Linked DNA regions of Sus scrofa: region 1 is linked to region 2. Evidence: chromatin contacts called from public HiChIP or PLAC-seq data. All regions are on one chromosome and are shown on one strand. Each heading gives the region's core, a stretch centred on a gene start, on an enhancer-like site or on the middle of the called end of the contact. The rest is flanking DNA. Distances are from core to core; before and after follow the strand shown. Region 1 overlaps CTNNA1 (catenin alpha-1). Region 2 overlaps CTNNA1 (catenin alpha-1).

The links. HiChIP or PLAC-seq counts read pairs in DNA pulled down with a chosen protein or histone mark.
Region 1: an H3K27ac HiChIP or PLAC-seq map of alveolar macrophages shows a contact between it and region 2. The contact joins two enhancer-like sites. A contact is called at or near these places in 1 of 47 Hi-C or Micro-C datasets (embryonic fibroblasts) and 1 of 2 datasets of contacts at active chromatin or transcription factors (alveolar macrophages).

Annotation. Positions count from the first base shown.
Region 1 is chr2:140,832,272-140,837,556 of Sscrofa11.1, forward strand. The region is part of intron 9 of CTNNA1 (catenin alpha-1); the gene reads left to right. Among named protein-coding and RNA genes, the nearest start is that of LRRTM2, 25 kb to the left of the region's middle. Within about 2 kb of position 3,515, at least 2 of the 83 cell types and tissues checked have an H3K27ac peak or open chromatin away from gene starts, as enhancers often do. A contact at or near this core is called in alveolar macrophages, where this site is marked.
Region 2 is chr2:140,684,044-140,689,533 of Sscrofa11.1, forward strand. The region is part of intron 1 of CTNNA1 (catenin alpha-1); the gene reads left to right. Among named protein-coding and RNA genes, the nearest start is that of CTNNA1, 4.0 kb to the left of the region's middle. Within about 2 kb of position 3,853, at least 19 of the 83 cell types and tissues checked have an H3K27ac peak or open chromatin away from gene starts, as enhancers often do. A contact at or near this core is called in alveolar macrophages, where this site is marked.

The DNA of each region.
Region 1 (5,285 bases), core at 2,265-4,764, 150 kb after region 2:
TGGAAGTGATGACACTGTCACCTGGGCAGTTACCTACACATGAAAGCGTTTTTAAAAATATCAAATAGCCAAGCCCGTTTAAAATGGCTTATGATATTTTAGTAAATTCATGCTTTCTAATCCTGCTACTATAGATACTTAATTTTATATTCGGCCTCGTCCTAACATTAAATTTGGTGTGACTCATTTAATACAAGAACATATGAAATAAGGTAAATGAAGAAAATCAGGACCTAGGAGAGAAATAACACGCAGTTATGAACTGTAATTGCCATGCTTGAGTTTGGTTGTGGCACTTCACTTCCTGGTAGCACACAGGAAAGGATGAAACACAATCAGTTGTGTAGTTCTTGTCTTTAGAATGGAGGAAGGATGCCCTTTTTGCCGTGGGAAATAAGCCTGTCGTACAGGTGTGACGTAAGGGGCAGTGAATGATTTCATAGATAGGGTCCGCAGATAGCTATTTTAGCAATAGATGTAGTGAAGATTCCACACGATTGTCCCCCCTTTGTAAGTCCCCTCTAGAAGGGCAAGCTCACATCATTCTGCTGACCCTGATTTGAGATCCGGCCGCCCCTGATTCGGTGTGGGGCTGACCCAGCGTGTGGCCTTCGGCCTCCCAGGGACAGTATTGGAACAGAGGGCTGTGAGTCAGTGGTCCTCCTGGTCATCCCAGTGTGGCTTGCTTTCTGTTTTAAAGGAGTGTTCAGCCATTCTCTTTCTTTATGCTTTAAATGTACCTGGTGAAGAGCGTATGTTTAGTGCGGAGTGTCCGTTGTGGCTGAGCAGGTTAAGGACTCGACTAGTGTCCATGAGAGTGCTCTCTTTGTTCTTCTTAACTCGCTCATCTCTCGCCCTCTGTTTCTCACTCTCCTTCCCTTTTGGGTTGATCGAGTCTCCCAGCCTCCTACTTTTCTCTTTCTCTTCATGTTTGGAAATCATACATTCTGTGTTTTATTAGTAGCAACTCGGGATATTTTAGCATGCATGTTTATTTGTTTTTGGTTTGGGGTTTTTTGCCCTTTTTAAAAAAAAAAAAAAAAAAAAAAAACAGCTGCGAGTGCAGCATATGGAGGATCCCAGGCTAGGGGTCCAATTGGAGCTACAGCTGCCGGCCTACACCACAGCTCACGGCAATGCCAGGTCCTTAACCCACTGAGCGAGGCCAGGGGTCGAACCTGCAGCCTCATGGTTACTAGTTGGATTGGTTTCCACTGCGCCACAAGGGGAGCTCCCTAGCATGCATGTTTAACTCAGAGTTTGAGGTTAATCATTACCTTTTCCTCCTGAAACAACCGAGCATCTTGGAACACTTTAACTTCAGTCATTATCTAATGTAAATGTTATTGTTGCCCAGTATTTTGGGTCTCTTAATTTTTAGCCCCACAAGTTAGATGCTGTCGTTACTGCTTTAATCATTTATTTCAACTTTTGAATAAATTTTACATGATACCATATTTTCGTTGCTTTCCATTTCTTTTTACATATTAAACCTTCTTTCTGAGACTGCCTCCTTTTTTCCTGATGCACCTTTCTAAAAAACTTATTTAGTAGGGGCAGGACGCGTCCTTCCTGCCCCTACTAAAGAAGTTTCTTACAAAGGTACATCAGGAAAAATGCCCTCACGTTGTTTTTGGTTTTGTTTTATCTTAATGTATTTATTTTGCCTTAATTCTTGAAAAACTGATTTTATTGAATATATAGTCCTAGGATGATCCCCCACCATGCCCTTCAGTGATTTGAAAATACTGTTGCCCTATCTCTGGCTTCTGTTATTGCTGTAGAGAAGTCGGCAATCAGTCTCACTGAGCTTTCTTTGGAGATAATTTGTATTACTTTCTGGCTGTTTTAAAAATCTTGTCTTATTCTAAGGTTTCACTTCAGTGTTATGGGACATGGATTTCTTTATGTTTTACTCTCTTTAGAGTTTGTCTCCCCAAATCTGAAAATTATGTTTCATCCATGCCGAAAACATTTCATCTGTCACCTCTTTGAGTACTGCCGATTCTCCCTGTTTTTCCTTGTGAAATCCTTGCAGTTTCAGATAGTAGTAGACTTTTTCACTTTATCTTGCATGTCTCTCAATTTCCTTTATGGTTTCCATGTCATGAAAATGTCTTGGCTTTCCTGAATAATTTCTTCAGTTTGACTTTCTAGGTTAGTAATTCTCTTTTTGGCAGTGTTTAGTCAGTATTATTTTAAATTTCTAGAAATGATAAACATCAGTACTTTTCCTTTGAGGTTCTATTTTGATCCTTCTCAAGTCTGCCTAGTCATTTTTGAGTGTGTTTTTCACTCTCTATACTTCGTATACTTTCTTTTATTTAAATGTTAAGATAAGAAACATATTTTAATATTCTACTTCTGATCATTTGAGTATCTGCAGAAATGGATCTGAATACACAGTTGTTTTGCATATTTTTGCTCAAGATGGCTTATTTCTTTGTGTTTCATGCACTTTATTGTGACTTCGTGTTCCTGGCATTTTGCATTTGAGAATTCTTTGAAGCTTGGGTTCAGGTTACCTTGTGTCAGGGAAAATTTCCCTTTATATTATACCAGTTGCTTACAGATACCGCTAGTACATGACTTCCTAAACCTAAAGGGTTTCTGCTGTATAAATAATACAGTTTCTATACCTCAACCCCTGAAGAGGGCCAGCCTTGGCTTAGAATTTGCAGAAGGAGAGGCCTTTTCTTCTCCTTGAGAAAATGTGTAGGGTAAGCATCCTACTGTTTTTCCTCTTCATGTTGACTTTTTTCCTTAATTCACCCTTTCACTCAAGATGTTGCCTTTTGGCTGTCTCAGCTCAAGGCAGATTGTCTCATCTAAGGCATCTGCCTTGTGAGGGCCATGGTGCTGGGCTATTAAAACCCCAAGTGCTCAGTCACAGAATGGCTCACCCCTTACCCTGCATAAACACTGTTTTCAGTGCTTGCTTACCGCTCTGGATGTCTGCTTTCTCATTTCTAGCCTCTGCTTATTTCCCTTATTTACTCACCTGCTTAGCCCTGCATTTCTTAAAATACAGCAAGATTGAGGTATATTTTATATACCATAAAATTCACTCATTTTAAGTGTACAAGTCATTGGATGCTTAAATTACTGAATTTTCAGGACTGTGCAGTCATCATCACAGTCCAGTTGGGAACTTTTCTATCAGCCATGTGTGCTCACATTTCGGTAAGCAATCTTACTTCTCCTAATAAGATAGCCACCACCCTTCCCTGGAAATTGGGAAGATGGGAGCTTAAGCCCTGTTCCATCGTTCTTTCCTCTGTGGGTTTGGAAATAATTGTTAGAAATTTCTTGAGTGGTTCTGAGATTTATACCCTGTGCAGTAGGGACTTTTCCCTTCATACATGACAAGTCTAGAAAAGTTGGACTTTTTGAGAGTACAGAGAGTTTAACCATTTTTGAGAGGAAAACTTGGGTGCTAGGTGGATGACCCAAGGTCACATGGCAAGTGACATAGGTTTTGAGCTTGAGCTTTATGGCCTGCTGCTCAGATTGTGGTGTCACTGCTTACTCACTCCCTGTTCTACAGTTCTTTTCGTTTGTTTCACTTCCACAATGGGTATAGGCTATTACGCGGGTACGTCATCAGTTTATTACCAAGAATAAAAAGAAAGTTCTTCTTGTCTTCCTGCAAAGGATCCAAGGTAAGGGATAGTGGGAAATAACTCGCATTTGACCTAAACAAATTTTAAATATATTTAAAGTCATCAACATGTGCATGATAAAGGGGAAATTGTCATGATGGTGTTTTTTTTTTTTTCTGCTACAGAAGTTTGTTTCATAAGTTTTATTTAGGTAAAAAAAATTGTAGCGCTTTCCTGAATGTCTGAAATGTTGTCTTTTCTGTCATGCACAGATGTCATATTTGTTGATCTCACAGCCTGGCTGTGACAATTTTTTTCCCCACACAGCACAGATTATTACTGGGGCAACTTCTAAAACCAGCAAAAGCCCAGGGCTGTTTTGTTTTTTTTTTTAAATCAGGGAGTTGAAAGTTTCCTGAAATGTTTTGCTCTTCCACAAGAAAAATGAAGCAGGGCAGTTAGAAGGAGTGCAGAAGAGGCCCCATGACTTCAAAGCTGGTAGTCGTCGCGCCAGTGTTAGCCCACCTGATATAACAGCAGGAATCAAAGACTTTTAAATTATTAAAATTCATGTCACTGTGGTAGCAAAGATATCATTTATTCCAAGAGCAAATGACACATGTCGTTCATCTCGCTCCAGAGTCTCAGCTCTGCCAGGTTCTCGGGACGTTAGCCACTCGGAGTGTCCCTGAGCCACGCTATAGAATCTTCTGAGTCTCCTGTTAGCTGCTGTCCCAGATTTCTAGAGCCACCGGAAGGACGAAGTTAAGAAGAAGCCCTTTCCCACACCCTGGCCTCTCAGGGCAGTCACGCCTGGCGCTAGTGTATGAGGTTGGCCTCTCAGAGAGCTGTGGTCTGCATGTTGCATTTGCACACTTGTCATTGTTAGAAGTGAGTAGCCTTGTCCCTGGAGGGTGAATTGAAGCTCATTCATCTGGAGAAAACGGTCAGTGACAGGCGCCCGCTTCCTCCTCCCAGGCCAGGCGGGGTGGCTCCTGAAACAGGCCGCGTGTGCTTGCAGAGCATTCCTGCTGCGGCTGCACATCAGAGACCTTCTAAACGGAGACCAAGTCTTCCCTGATCTTTGTTCTGTTGGGATTTGAATCTGGAAACCGCAGCAGCGGTGTGCAGAGGTCGGCCGTTTCTGCCGAAGCCAGTCCCCCTGTCGTGTGTTGGGAGTAGATGATGTTTATTGGAATGTTTTGCTTAACCTAAATATTTTCTCTAAGTTTTACATATTCATAAGATGGGAAGGATATGAAATTGTACTGGGGTGACTAGATGCTGGAAGGCAGAAAGCGACGGACGCTCCTGAATCTCAGCCCGTGACAGGCCTCCTGAGTGGTGGGACTGCGGCAGGACCAGGGAGCTTCGTTGGTCCCAACGTGCTAGTTCAGTCCTCAGCCTCAGATTTTACGTTTGGTTTTCGAAATGCCTTCTTAAGGCGGCGAAGCGTTAGAAGCTGTGGCTTCGTAAACACATCTGCTTCTCCTTCAGGAAGCCATCGTGAAATGTACATTTGAGGGATAATATGTCTGAAAGTTCGAAGTTCTGCAGCAATTAGCTTAGGTCATATTTTGCAGCAGTTTTGAAGCAAACAAAAGAAATCGCCAAGCAGCCCTTGTAGATTGTCATCATGGACAGAAGTGCCTTTTTGCTCAGGTCCAGTTGGCACCAGAAAGT
Region 2 (5,490 bases), core at 2,603-5,102:
TAGGTGTGTGTCACTTTAGGAAAGTGTGGATTTGTAAATCACCTTAGTGAGGATGTGGTACTTTAATCCATAGCTTTTGTCCAGTGATTTACTCTTTCTGACTTTTATCAAATTACAAAAATCATTTTTATCCACTTTCTTAAGGGCCCACAGTTGATTAAGAAATAGTCTCTGCCCCAAGAACCCACCGTGTAATAGGGAAGGGACACACAGCTTGGGTGTAGTGCAAGGCCGATGGCGATATGAACCACAACAGTAATGACCAAAAACTTGTGCGTGGGTCACACCTTACGTAATAATAATGATAAGAGAAACTCGTGGAATTGTGCAGGGGGATCTAGTAAGTTTTGTTTGGATAAGACCAGAGGGCTTCCAGGAGGGGACGGGCATTTGAACTGGTTAGAGCAGCAGTGGGGTTTTGTCGGGAAGAAGCATGAAAGGGCATAAAGGCGTTTGTGGAATTGGATTATAAATCTCTCCTGGTTTTCCTTATACTTTTGGCTCTTGTTTCTTAATCTTTCTGTTGTTGTTCAAACCACTTATATCCAAGATTCTAACGTATCTCAGCCCTTCACACCACTGATGTGGCATCATTCTCCCACCACCAGTCACATCTTTTTCCAGGGGTGACCTAGAGATCGGGGTGCCCTCTCCCGGGTTGAGGATCACTTCTGTACAGTCTCCCTGTCATCAAATGTAAGCTGAAGTCCAACACTTTGTGGGCTAAAGCTAAAGCTTCTATTTTGAGTGCAGATGTCTTAGCTCACCCACATGGTCAGCTGTGCATCAGAGATCTCCTTCAGTGTCCAGGGGCTTCGCAAACTCTGCAGGACCAAAATGAGATAAGTGACCTAACCTAGATATGGAGATGGGCAGTAACTGGCAGAGTTGAGGGATTTCTGAAAAGGAACAATAGTTAGTGACGGGACAGGCAGACCTGGATATTGGGGGTGGTGGTGGAGAGTCCTCTGATCTTAAAGGTCCTGAGATAGCAAAAAACTCCTTGTGTTTAGAGACCTAAGAGAAGGTTCGTGTAGCTTGGATGCATGCTTTGGGGGTAGGAAGGAGCCCTGGCATGAGATTGCCAGGGAACTCCAGGTCACGTGCCTGGATTTTATTCTAAGAGCTGTGAGAAGCCATTGTAGGAAGTTTCAAGATCTGATTTCCTTTTTAGGAAGATCACTCCTGCTGGTGCCTGCAAGGCTTGTGTTTGTGCACTAGTAGAAGTAGGAGGTTGATCCAGGAGGATGGTAGGAGTGAGGTGGTGGGGCTAAAGGGAGCTGTACTTTGGAGAAACGAGATAAGCCTTAGGGAAGGATTGGATGCAGCGGCCTAGGCCCTAGGCGGGTCTGTTGGTTTGTTGTTTCCTCATTGCTGCTCCTCCTCTGCTCCCACACCCAGTTTGGATTCCATCACTTACATGAGCTTTTAGTCATATCTCAAGTCCCCCTTAGCACTTTTCTGTCTGGTAGCAAACCTCTTCTCACCAGGTACATGGCACTTGATCTTATTACTGATATGCCTGTTGGCCTTTCTTGATAGAAGGTGAGCCTTGAAGGCTGATAGCCTTAGCCTTTGGCGTGTACCTGGCCTGGAGATGTTTAAAAAAAAAATAGAAGCATGTTGAATGAAGGATAAAAAGAGTCTTTTTTCTTCTGGAGTCTGGTTTATGAGTGGAACTCTGACAGATGAGAGGACAGTCAGATAGTGGAGGGCCTGGAATACTGGACCAAGAGACATCTCCAAGCCTTTCTTTAAACCTAGATCTGATCAGATGAAGTCCTTTCCTTCCTCTCTCCTCTTAGCATGAATTCCTTTTTGCCCTTCTCTCTGCTTCCACAGTAGTTTATTTATCAGTATTATTATTTTTGCTTTTTTTTTTTTTTTTTTTTTTTTTTTTTTAGGGCTACACCTATGGCATATGGAGGTTCCCAGGCTAGTGGTCTAATCAGAGCTGCAGCTGCCAGCCTATGCCATAGGCACAGCAATGCGGGATCCGAGCTATGTCTGCCACCTACACCAGAGCTCAGAGCAACGCCAGATCCTTAACCCACTGAGTGAGGCCAGGAATCGAACCCGCAACCTCATGGTTCCTGGTTGGGTTCGTTTCTGCTGTGCCATGGTGGGAACTCCTTCCATGGTAGTTTAGATTATCTTCTTTGAATTATTGAAATAACTTGTAGTTCTCTGGATAAGTTGTAGTGTTGTTTGCTTTGGTGCCTTTTTCGTATTTTTTCTTTTGTCAGGAGTAACTTTTTTCTCATCCATCTGACAAACAAATTTTTTAAAACCCACCTTAGACGTCACTGACTCTGGGCTTTAGTTTGGATCTCAGTGTTTCTTGGGTACCTTGTACATATTCTGTGGTAGCATCTTTAATGTCCTTAGGTAAATTTCTTATGGATGACTTCATCCTAACTGGTGATTTCTTAAATACCCCCCCCTTTTTATGGCCTTACCTTTGGCATATGGAAGTTTCCAGGCTAGGAATTGAATCGAAGCTGCAGGCTTCCACCACAGCCACAGCTATACTGGATTCTGAGCCACATTTGTGACCTATGCTGCACCTTGTGGCGAGACGGATCCTTAACCCACTGAGTGAGGCCAAGGATCAAACCTGCGTCCTTGTGGATATAGTCAGATTCATTTCCTCTGAGTCGTGATGGGAACTCCTATTTTTTATTTTTTTTAGAGCCACACCCATAGCATATGGAAGTTCCCAGGCTAGGGGTCAAATGGGAGCTGCACTGCCAGCCTACAGCATGGCCACAGCAACACAGGGTCTCAGCTGAGTTTGGGACCTATGCTTCAGCTCACGGCAATGCTGGATTCCTTAGCCACTGAGCCAAGCCAGGGATTGAACCCACATCCTCGTGAATACTAGTCGGATTTGTTACTTCTGAGTCAGGGAACTCCTATTTTAAATAAAACTTTAAAAAATTAAAGTATAATGTGCATGGAGAAAAGTGCTCAAATTAGAGAACTTGTTTAATGAATTATTTGAGTGAACACCACGCATAGCCACCATCCAGATCAAGAAACAGAAAAGTATCAGTACTCCAGAAATCCATCTCTGTCCCTTAGCCGTCTCTGCGCACTTGTCCGTTCCCTTCAGTTTTTATTCTGAGAATCCAGAGCATTGTCTTGTTTCTTTTGGCTGCCTGGGCCAGGGGTCAGATCTGAGCCACGGTTGCGACCTCTGCTGCAGCCGCGCTAACACCAGAACCTTTGACCTTCTGTGCTGGGCCGGGGATCTCATTTGTTTCCTGGAGCTGCGGAGACCTGCTCATCTTGTTGCACCATAGTGGGAACTCCTGGAACATTGTTGTTGATCTCTCAGTGTTTGCAAAAGTTGGTAGAATTTCTTAACATCTTCCCCTCTGCTCTTCAGTCTTTACATATAAGCGATATTCCTCTTTTGGGAAATTTACTACTATCTTGTTGTCGCACTGGTCTGATACTTAGATTGGCATTCAGGGTTTCTATGCTCTGGCTGTAACTTACTTTTCTTTTGGCCACGCCCTTGGCATGCACACATTCCTGGGCCAGGGACATACCATAGCAATGACAACGCTGGATTTTTAACTCACTGCATCACTAGGGAACTCCTCTAACTTACTTTTCAGCTTCATTTTCTATTGTAAGATGTTGCTACCTGTCTCTGCATCTCTGAGGCATTTTTTTCTGGAATGCTCCATCCTTCCTTCACGCAAATGTAGTCTGTCTGAAGGCTGATTTGTTTTTTTCCTCTTTGGGGCCTCACACCTGGCACATGGAAGTTCTCAGGCTAGGGGTTGAACCGAAGCTGCAGCTCCTGGCTTAGGCTGCACCTGCTGGCCTACGCCACAGCCACAGCAGTGCAGCATCCGAGCCGTCTCTGTAACCTACACCAGAGCTCACAGCAACGCTGGATCCTTAACCCACTGAGCGTGGCCAGGAATTGAATGAGTCCTCATGGATATCAGTGGGGCTCATTTCCACTGCACCGCAAGGGGAACTCCATGAAGGCTGATTAATATGCCTCCCCACCCCCTGCGCCTTCGTCTTATGAAAGTTCCCAGGCTGCAGTGACAACTGCCATATCCTTAATTCACTGCATCATAAGGGAACTCCTAATATGCTTTTTCTATTGAGACATTGGTCATTATTGCTAAAAGTGATCTTTTCTGAAAATTTGAATCAGATTATGACATTCTCACAGCACTACCCTGTTTTTTTTTTTTTGTGTTGTAACATTTACATAACAAAACTCAGCATTTAAATGGTTTTTATATTCAGTGGCATTAAGTACATTCACATCTGTCCACATCCGGAAAAATTATCTTAAACTGAAACTCCATATCCTTTAAACAGTAACTCCCCATTCCCTCTCCTGCAGCCCCCCAGCGACCACCATTGTACTTTCTGGCTCATTGAATTTGGCTTAAGTACTCTGCTTGTTTCACTTAGCATAATGCCTTCCAGGTTCACCCGTGTGGTAGCCTGTGTCGGGATCCCCTTCCACTGTAAGACTGAGTAATACTCCTTTATCCAGTTTTCTGGATGAACGCTGGGGTTGCCTTCACTTTTTTTGCAGTGTGAATAATGCTGCTTTGAATGTAGATGTGCAGATGGGTGTTTGTGTCCCTACTTTCAGCTCTTTCGGGTGCATACCCAGCAGTGGAATTTCTAGCTCATGTGGTGCAGTAACTCTCTGCGGGTTTTGAGGACTTGCCATGCGGTTTTCCACAGCAGCTATGGCATTTTACATTCCTAACAGCAGTGTTCTGTTTTGCTCCACATTCTCTCTCTCTCTCTTTTTTTTTTTTTTGGCTACAACCTGCAGCACCTTGATGTGGGATTTCAGTTCCCAGACCAGGGATTAAACCTGGGCTGCAGTGGTGAAAGGGCCAAATCCTGACTATTGGGCCACCAGAAAACTCCCATGTTTTTATTTACTCTTTATTTTTTAATTTTTTTTTTGTCTTTTTGCCTTTTCCTGCGGCATATGGAGGTTCCCAGGCTAGGGGTCGAATTGGAGCTGTAGCCACCGGCCTACAGCCAGAGCCACAGCAACGCGGGATCCGAGCCGCGTCTGCAACCTACACCACAGCTCACGGCAACGCCAGATCGTTAACCCACTGAGCAAGGGCAGGGACCGAACCCGCAACCTCATGGTTCCTAGTCGGACTCGTTAACCACTGCGCCACGATGGGAACTCCCAAAAATGTAATTCTTAAAAGATCATAAACAATTTTGTAGTAGGGTGTTTCCTGCTGTTGTTAATTTGTCATTCACATAATTTGTCATTCTGTTACCTGATGATTTATGGTGATAAGGTGCTTTTAGGAGTTTTTAATCTTAGCAGTCTCAACTGGAGAGTTTGAACTTTGTCATCCATGTGATGAATAAGAGGACTTTTAAAAGATAGTTATTTTAACTTCTCATGTGATAAAGTGCTGTTTTATTCTTTTAGTTATGGAGTGCTGAACAGGACCTGTTTGTCCATAT